2 separate regions of the Anas platyrhynchos genome follow, and region 1 is linked to region 2. Evidence: chromatin contacts called from public Hi-C data. All regions are on one chromosome and are shown on one strand. Each heading gives the region's core, a stretch centred on a gene start, on an enhancer-like site or on the middle of the called end of the contact. The rest is flanking DNA. Distances are from core to core; before and after follow the strand shown.

Region 1 (4,086 bases), core at 411-2,910, 110 kb before region 2:
ATGAATTCTGAATTTGCATGTACAGGTGGGTTTATAGGGAGATGTACAGTGAAGGAAGGATTTGGGCATCATCTTCTAATTCTCAAAATAATGTGATATGTTTTAACACATTTCATCTCTTCCTAGTTCTCTTCGTGCTGCTGACATGTCCATTTTATTCAGTTTCAGAAGCATCACTTCAACATTGGAGCAACAAGGCTTAAACTAGTGGAGGCTGCTAATTACGTAGATAAGGTGAGATCAGGTGTGCAAGATCTAAGGAAGACAAAGCTCAGATTGCCAATTATGAGAATTGATTGTGGCAGAGGAAGGCTGTCTTCTTGGGAGAGAGAGTAATGTTTTGCTAGTTCTCCCCAGAGACTTGGGGAGTGGAGACTGTTTTCCCAATTGTTCTGTTGTTGGACACTGGGGATGGGGTGGGGGAGTCTCCTTTCCTTAACATGAAGCCAGCAGGAGCATCTCTTTATTTTAATGCATCTCTGTATTAACTGTGTCACCTAAACACTCCTTTTTGGTAAAGGACTAAGGTATTCACTTCAACTTGTAGAAATATTGGCAAGTAGGAGCCTTCAGAGGTCATCCTTGCAGTGGTACACAGTGCTGTTGAAGTAAACATCACTGCTTTTCAGATCTACCCTCTTCGTACTCCCCATCTCTCCTTAAACTCCTTCCACTGCTCCCTGCCCAGGAAGACTTGTCCTGTTTGTACTTGATGTGGGCAGCAGATTATTTCCTTCCTTTTGGAGGAATTTTGACATATCTAAAGATTAACATGATGTCAGTCTGTCAGTCTCCAGTCTTTGTTTCTCTTTTTTCTCTCTTTTTTTTTTTTTTTTTTTTTTTCCTAGATGATATCTCTATCATTCATTAAGAAAATGAATGTTTAGCATCTCTAGTCCAACCCAATTTAGTCTTGTGGGTGGTGCACTTCTTTTCATTCTGCAGAGTCATGGAGCTAAGTTACAATGCATTTCCAGAGAGAACATCTCTGATCATGTGTTTCTTTCGGTAGTAGCATTTACCAGTGTTTATACACAAGGTTTAAAAGGCAATAAAATAAATTAGTGGTGCTCATTTTGTCCTCTCTTTTCCCTCCTGTATCTGTCAGTTTTACAGGTCCCTGAATATCCGTATTGCCTTGGTGGGGCTGGAGATCTGGAATCAAGGGAACAGATGCGATGTAACTGAGAATCCCTACTCCACCCTGAATTCCTTTCTGGCCTGGAGTAACAAGGAGCGGGTGTACAGAAAATACGATAATGTCCAACTAGTCACGTAGGTGTATTTCTTCTGAAATAACCCGGTTCTGAAAGTGGGTTGTGTGGGTGGGAAATCATTATCTTGGATTATATTGTTCTAAGCTTCAGCGAGGCAGATTTAGGTAGTGGCTGCTCCACCAGCGATGGCACCCAGAGCACAATGACTTTAGGAAAAGTGTGGGTCTCCGGGTATATGGCAATCTCAATGCACGTGTATCAGTGTGCATCAGTTTTATGTATGCATATCACAAGCAGCTGCACATGGTCTGTCACAGCTACACATGCTATTTCAAGAAATTCTGAGCCATAAGCGAGGCCTGTGAAGGGGAGCTAAGCCCTTTGCAGAAGGCATTTGTTCCTAGCTCACTGTGCTGAGACACAGCAGCCATGGTGCTGGGAGCTGATGGTCTGTGACTCATCCCTCTGATCTCATTAGGGCCAGTAACTGTGGCCAGCAATGCAGAAGTCATTAGAAGAAAAATCTGCAGCAAGTCTTAGACCTTCTTGCCTCTCCCATAGTAATTCACTGATGAGCAAATTCAAAGATGGAGCCTGTGGGAGCAAAACGCAGAGATACAACACCTCTCCTCCTTTTTTTTTTTTTTTTTTTTTTTTTTTTTTTTTTTTTTTTTTTTTCCCCTTTAACATTTCTATATTTCTTCTTGATGCAGTGATGTCCTGCACAGTAATAACAGGGCTCCTGCATCAGACACTGGCAGGGCCAGTGCAGATTTCCAGCTTGCCAGGCAGGAGCTGAGCACGGCTGCACCATGGGGGTGTCACCAAGCTCTGTCATGTCCCTGAATCCCAAGCCAGCAAATAGCAGGCATAGGGTAAATGAAATATTCACAATTAGTACCCAATTAAGGATTCAGAAATAGTCTTTTCTGTACCTGCTGCAAAGCTCAGCAGAGGACACTTTTTGGCACTAGACCATTACGAAAAATAAGATTGGCTGGCAGGTCCATAAAATAAAGGACCAGTCCAAGAAATTTAAGGCCTAAGGCTTTATACCTCTGGTCTAATGTTTTGTACCTGAAGATATTACTAAAGAAAATGTATTCAGACACAGTATGTGTACAAATCTTGGGACTGCAGGTTGCCTCAGTGCCATTTCATGCTCTTTCTGGGTTGATTTTAGGGGTGTGTCCTTCCAAGGTACCACAGTAGGCTTGGCTCCCGTGATGTCCATGTGCTCTCATTACCAGTCAGGAGGAGTGAACATGGTAAGTTATTGCTAATGCCTAATGTGATGTTTCTTGCCAGCAGTGAATATATGCAACAGGTGCCTCCTAAATCCCAGGAATAAAATATTTCCTCTGAAGGCCTGTAGCTCACCTGCTCACAGGCAGAAATACCTTCAGCAGATGTTTTCTACAAGTAGCATTGAGAAATGACCCCGAGGTGCATGGGACAGGCACAGGTAAAACGCTGACTTGCCTCTTTGACCTTGCACAGGACCACTCTGATAATGCCATTGGTGTTGCTGCTACCATTGCCCATGAGATGGGACACAACTTTGGCATGAATCACGATTCTGCTGGCTGCTGTGCTACCCGTGCGGAGGATGGAGGCTGCATCATGGCTTCTGCAATTGGGTGAGTCTGGCTTACTGGGTCTCACTGGGAAATGCAGGGGGCTTAGGGGAGGAAGAACTAGAAATGCAGAATGAGGTGGGTCTGCTTGATGTTCTTCACTGTTATAAAGTCAAGTTTTCCTATCTTTTTTCCTGAAAGACTGTCTCAGGCCTTCATCTCTCAGTTTGTGCTTCCCCCTGTGTCCTACCAAGCAATCCGTCACTCCAAAGCAAGTTTAGTGCACACACATGCATCCTTCTCCAAAACCTGAACTGTCTGGCTATTGCCAGCAAGCACAAAGAAATGAAGGGTGACCAGAAAATGTTATGGTGTGTCACCTTGACACATAGATGTTTATGGTGGTTTCATTGCTGTGTTGCACATGAAATGCTTATATAGTTCACAGGGTTTCTAAAGAATCTCCCAGAAAAGATAACATGTAATAATGTGGTAGAGAGAGGAAAAAGGGTTACTTCAGGAAAGAACTGATCACTGATTTTATTAAAAGGAACAGTGATTGGGTTATGTTTCCAACCAAGGAGATATGAAAACAGATCTGTTGCTTGCTGTCTCCAGAATATGGCTTTCAGTAAGACACTGAAAACCAGTGTTTGAAAGGGAAAGAGTAACTGGCTTCTAGAGAAAAGGGAAGTGAGAATGACTCTGGAAACCACCAGGATTCTAAAGCTCATTTTGGATGAGGAACGACAACAGCTTTCATATTTCAGTCACGTAAAAATGATAGCTGAACACATTCACTTTAAGCCACATCCCCTGTTTCCTCAAGCCCTTCCCCTTTGAGGTTCAGCAGTTTTTAACAAAATTGTCTCCACTGAATACCTTCTTTTATGTGATGCATTTCCTCCAAATATGGAAAATGTTCAGATGAGCAGTGAACACATGCAGGTACATATTGGCATCTGCTCATTTTTGGTGCTCTGAACCCTTGCCTCAATCTGTCATGATGTTTTTCTGCATTCAGGCATCCATTCCCCAAGGTGTTCAACCAGTGCAACAGGAAAGAGCTGGAGAAGTATCTGCAGTCTGGTGGAGGGATGTGCCTCTCCAACATGCCAGACACCAAGAATTTGTATGGAGGGAAGAAATGTGGAAACGGCTACTTGGAAGAGGGGGAGGAGTGTGACTGTGGAGAGGTGGAGGTAACAGTTGTTCAGATCCAACCATCTGGGACTTAGCTGGGACACAATGATTTTATTATATATTTGGTAAATACCGTTATGTGATATGGT
Region 2 (4,086 bases), core at 812-3,311:
TCATTTGATATGAAGTCCTTCTATTCATGTAATGACCTGCTTTTGACAGTTCAGAAAAAAAGTCTGTTTTTATATATTTACACATATGTACATGTGAATGTTTATAATAGATAATATATGAGGTAAACTACGTAATACAACAAACCCTTATGTGGTCCAATTTTTCATAGCTTAATTTTGATGTCACTGTACTTTGGAATTTTGCCACACCTAAAGATTTGGCCCACTGTTGTCTGACTTTGGAGATCAAATTTTCAGAAATACTGCATACACATATGTACAAAGGTATTTGTCAGCTGTCACTTGGTGTCCATTCAGATTTTGTATGTGTAGTGTACTAATGTGCCTTTGAAAGCTTCTTAAATGTTTACTTCACAGGTATTTTAAGATGTTCTTGAGTGGCCTAATTGACCTTTAGGAAGACTAGAGGATAAAATTTCCAAAGACAGTCATGTTGCATATGAAATATATGCCCCACTGAAAGCCGCCAAGTCAGATTTTCCAAACTATTTAAGTGACTAAAGATGCAAACACCTAGCGTGGTTCCACAAAGCTATCTAGGCAAAGTGTATGTTGAGTCCTTCTCAAGTCCATCAAGACTCAGCAAGCATCAAAAAAAACCCTAGGTATGAAAATTTCTGTAAATGCCTACAGCAGAATCACTCAGATGAAACTTGAAAATTTTAACCAGATTAATCAACTGAATAGTTATAGTAGAATTTAAAATCTTAACATAATGACAGCCGAAAGATAGCTTGGATAGCAGTCAAATAGACTCTCAGACTAAATACAGACACACTGGGCAACAACAAATATTTTCCTATTTAAATATGAAGGTAAGAATAACACTGGCTATAAAATAAAAGCAAGAAAAACATTTTGTTGAACACATTTCAGAGAAATAGCTTACAAGTAAAAATGACTGTTAAACCTTGAAGCTGGTATAGAATTTCAACAGGGGAATGATACCATACAAGGACACATTATACCTTGCTTTTCTCGTTGGGTTCAGTTTTAACTTAATTTTCTTTTTCTAAACAAGATCAGATCAGATGATCTGAAGGTGCCAACACTGGATAGCAACACAACAAGATCCCCAGCACTGGTCTGTGTATAATAATAGCACCTAAACATAATGGATTAACAGCATGTTAAGTGACTGTTAGAAAACAAGCAATATTATTTACAACCATGATAAGGCTCAGCAAACATCCAGCTAAGCACAAGAGGGAAATAATCCTCTCTTCACTAGAACACTTAGCACAATGTGGTGCATAGATTGACTTTTAATTTTCTTCGTATTTTGCAAATTAGGTAATGCAAGCCTGGGGAAACAAGGCCTAGTCTGAGCATGGATCTCATCATCACATCCCTTTTGAAACTAACTTGGAAGAGTAGACCTGAATGGCAGCTGAATTTGTTCTGAATTGTAAGACTGGTCTACCAACCATCAGTCTGTTGCCCTAAAGAAAAGAAGGAGAGTGAAGACGTGGCTAGACATAGTTTAGTCTCTGCAATACCACACCGGAGGTCACTCCCGTACCCACACAGGCAGCAAGGGGCAGGCTCATGCAGCTGTCAAACACATCGATTTTAACAGAACATGCTAAATTCCTACAACAAAATTATGTACTTTCTATAAGATAACAAGTTAGTCTTATTCCCCCATATGCACCAAATGCTCACTGACCAGAAGTTTGTAAGGACCCATCCGACCACTCTACACATTTCGGTGAGTGGTGCTAAAACAAAACCCAGAAATGGTAAATTAATAAAGTTTAAGAAAGAGTTCACCCTTCCCTCCGTTATTCTACTATGACAAAGAAAATGGCTGACATACCCCATGGCGATGTTCATAGTAAGCCAGCTTAGATTTGGTTAAGACAAAGAAGCGCACTTTAAAGTTGGAGGGCGATGTCCTTCTCTTCTGCTGGGATTTTTTGATCAGCTGTTCCTCCAGGAGCACACAGTTATTCATGGTTGGGCCAAGAATGGTCCTCTCCTGGGACATGGGATGCCTGCCCTGTGAGCTGAGCACCCGTCCAAGAAAGAGACACAATAAGGAAGGCAGTTAAGTTTTTTTTTTTTTTTTTTTTTTTAAAAAAAAAAAAAAAAAGGTGTTCTTCTAAAGGCAGCGTAGGTACTTTAAGCTTTATCTTCCCATCTACAGCAAAGCTTCCTTTCTGTCAAACCATAACCACATCCTCTCTGAAGTCATAAAACGAACAGCACATGCGAAATACACTCTAGGGCAAATGTTGTGGAAAAAATAACACTTGAGGGACATTCGATAAAAGTAAATCAGTGATTAAGGATTAATTAAAGGGGTGTGGCATGATGAAGCATCTGTCTCCGACTTGGCCATTTAGTAAATACAGTTATAAATGCACATACTGAGCATGGATATATAGGATGAGTGTCTCTGGCCCTCTTAGAAGTAGGTCATGTATCCATATTGGTTATTGAAGGAATCGTGCCTTCCCATTTAGAGTATTTAACAGTTGCCTTTGTGTCTCAGAGATTTCATACAAAGTGTTCCAAGGAAATTTGCCACATAACATGAAAGTTCCTACTCCGCAAGCAAAAGCAAAAGGCAGCAACTGAGCATACTATCTAAATGAAAACAATAACCAGGATTTACTTGTATAAGAATTGCTAAATATTTGTAGTCATTAGACATTTAAATGGAAAACAATTGGTTACAATAAATTATAACTAACTAATTGTCATACGTTACTATTCACTGATTATTGTCTGCTACCGGTGCTCTCTAATTAATCTGTGTATAGATGTTCCAGGAAGCAGAGGCATAACGTGCCCTCTGCAGATGTAATCAAGACCCCTATAATCAGCAGCAAAGCGAGCACAAACATCAAAAGCAATGTAACTGGTTTCCTCAGGACTTCAGGGCACCATTCAGGGTAGTTTGCACCAGGCTAAATATATAATAGTAATAATAATAATAATAATAATAATAATAATGAATTTGCACTAATGCTCAGTATGACAGCACTGTTATGTTTTAAAAGAAATGCATTCCATTTCCTTCTGCCCTTCCATTTTTAATATTGTATGTATGTACTAGAGATGCATAATTGTGTTGTTGAAGCTACTGAGGATTGGAGACGTGGGGTCTAGTGGGATGTGGGGAAACTACAAGACAAACATTTTCATCAACTAGGCATTTTTGAAAGCTGTTGTAGTCTAGATCATTTACCAGTGCTGACTTTTGCTTTGGTTTCCAGTAGCATCAGGGCATAAGTAGAGGTCTTCCTAATCCTGATGTATTTTTAGAGTTCCTTGAAAAAAACAAAGAAGATTATTTTATTTTATTCTTTAATTTATTTTTTATTATTTTAAATTCAGTTTGTGTGAAAAAAATATACTGGATACACACTTAGAAACCGTATTTCTCAATAGAATATACTGTTTATTAGTCTTCAAGAAAACAAAAACCAAACCAAACCAAAAAGAAAAAAAACAACACACCCACGAGGTAACAAATTGCTTCTTTGCTGTTTGATGCTATATTTAGCATTTCTTTAGGCAGAATGTTCTAGGGATCCTCAGAAATCCCTTATCAATTTTGTTCAATGCCAGTTGAGAACCAATATTTACTGTAAAAATACAATTTAAAGATAGCATTTGATACATAGGTTCGATAGAGAATTTGCTAAAGGTCACGCTGTATCATGGAACAGAAATGGAGAAAAGTGAGCTGTTGCACAGTACGCCCCTACGTATACCCCTTTCTGGTGGTCTTGCAGAAGAGCCACAGCATGGGTTGAAACGTTACACGCAAGTCTAGTGAAGCAATGTTTCATTTCTGAGTAGTGACTGAGTTCCAAGGAACCCTTGTGGTTGAACAAGAAAGATGACACAAGTTTGCAGTCCCCTAAAAACTCATCATTGCTGCCTAGGAGGATTTCCTACCTGTTCATAGACTAGGATCAATACTGGGGCCTAACTTCCCAGTTCTTCTAGGAAATAGCGCGCCTAATTTAGGTGCTTGCATCCCTAAAATATAGGACTACGTTTGTGTGTGCATAACTTTCCTTGTCCTTGAGAATTTGCTGGTTAAAATAA

Evidence for each region. Hi-C and Micro-C count contacts between places; a contact is called where the count stands out from the background.
Region 1: a Hi-C map of liver shows a contact between it and region 2, with 2.0 times the contacts expected there. The contact joins the enhancer-like site here to the promoter of ITK in region 2. A contact is called at or near these places in 2 of 8 Hi-C or Micro-C datasets (liver and skeletal muscle).

Annotation. Positions count from the first base shown.
Region 1 is chr14:7,860,990-7,865,075 of IASCAAS_PekinDuck_T2T, reverse strand. It overlaps ADAM19 (ADAM metallopeptidase domain 19), which reads left to right. Exons shown (of 23, transcript XM_038186297.2): 8 at 163-234; 9 at 1,109-1,275; 10 at 2,401-2,485; 11 at 2,718-2,857; 12 at 3,819-3,996. Among named protein-coding and RNA genes, the nearest start is that of FNDC9, 18 kb to the right of the region's middle. Within about 2 kb of position 1,660, at least 1 of the 8 cell types and tissues checked has an H3K27ac peak or open chromatin away from gene starts, as enhancers often do.
Region 2 is chr14:7,747,389-7,751,474 of IASCAAS_PekinDuck_T2T, reverse strand. It overlaps ITK (IL2 inducible T cell kinase), which reads right to left and starts at 2,061. Exons shown (of 17, transcript XM_005029903.6): 1 at 1,841-2,061. The coding sequence starts at 2,011.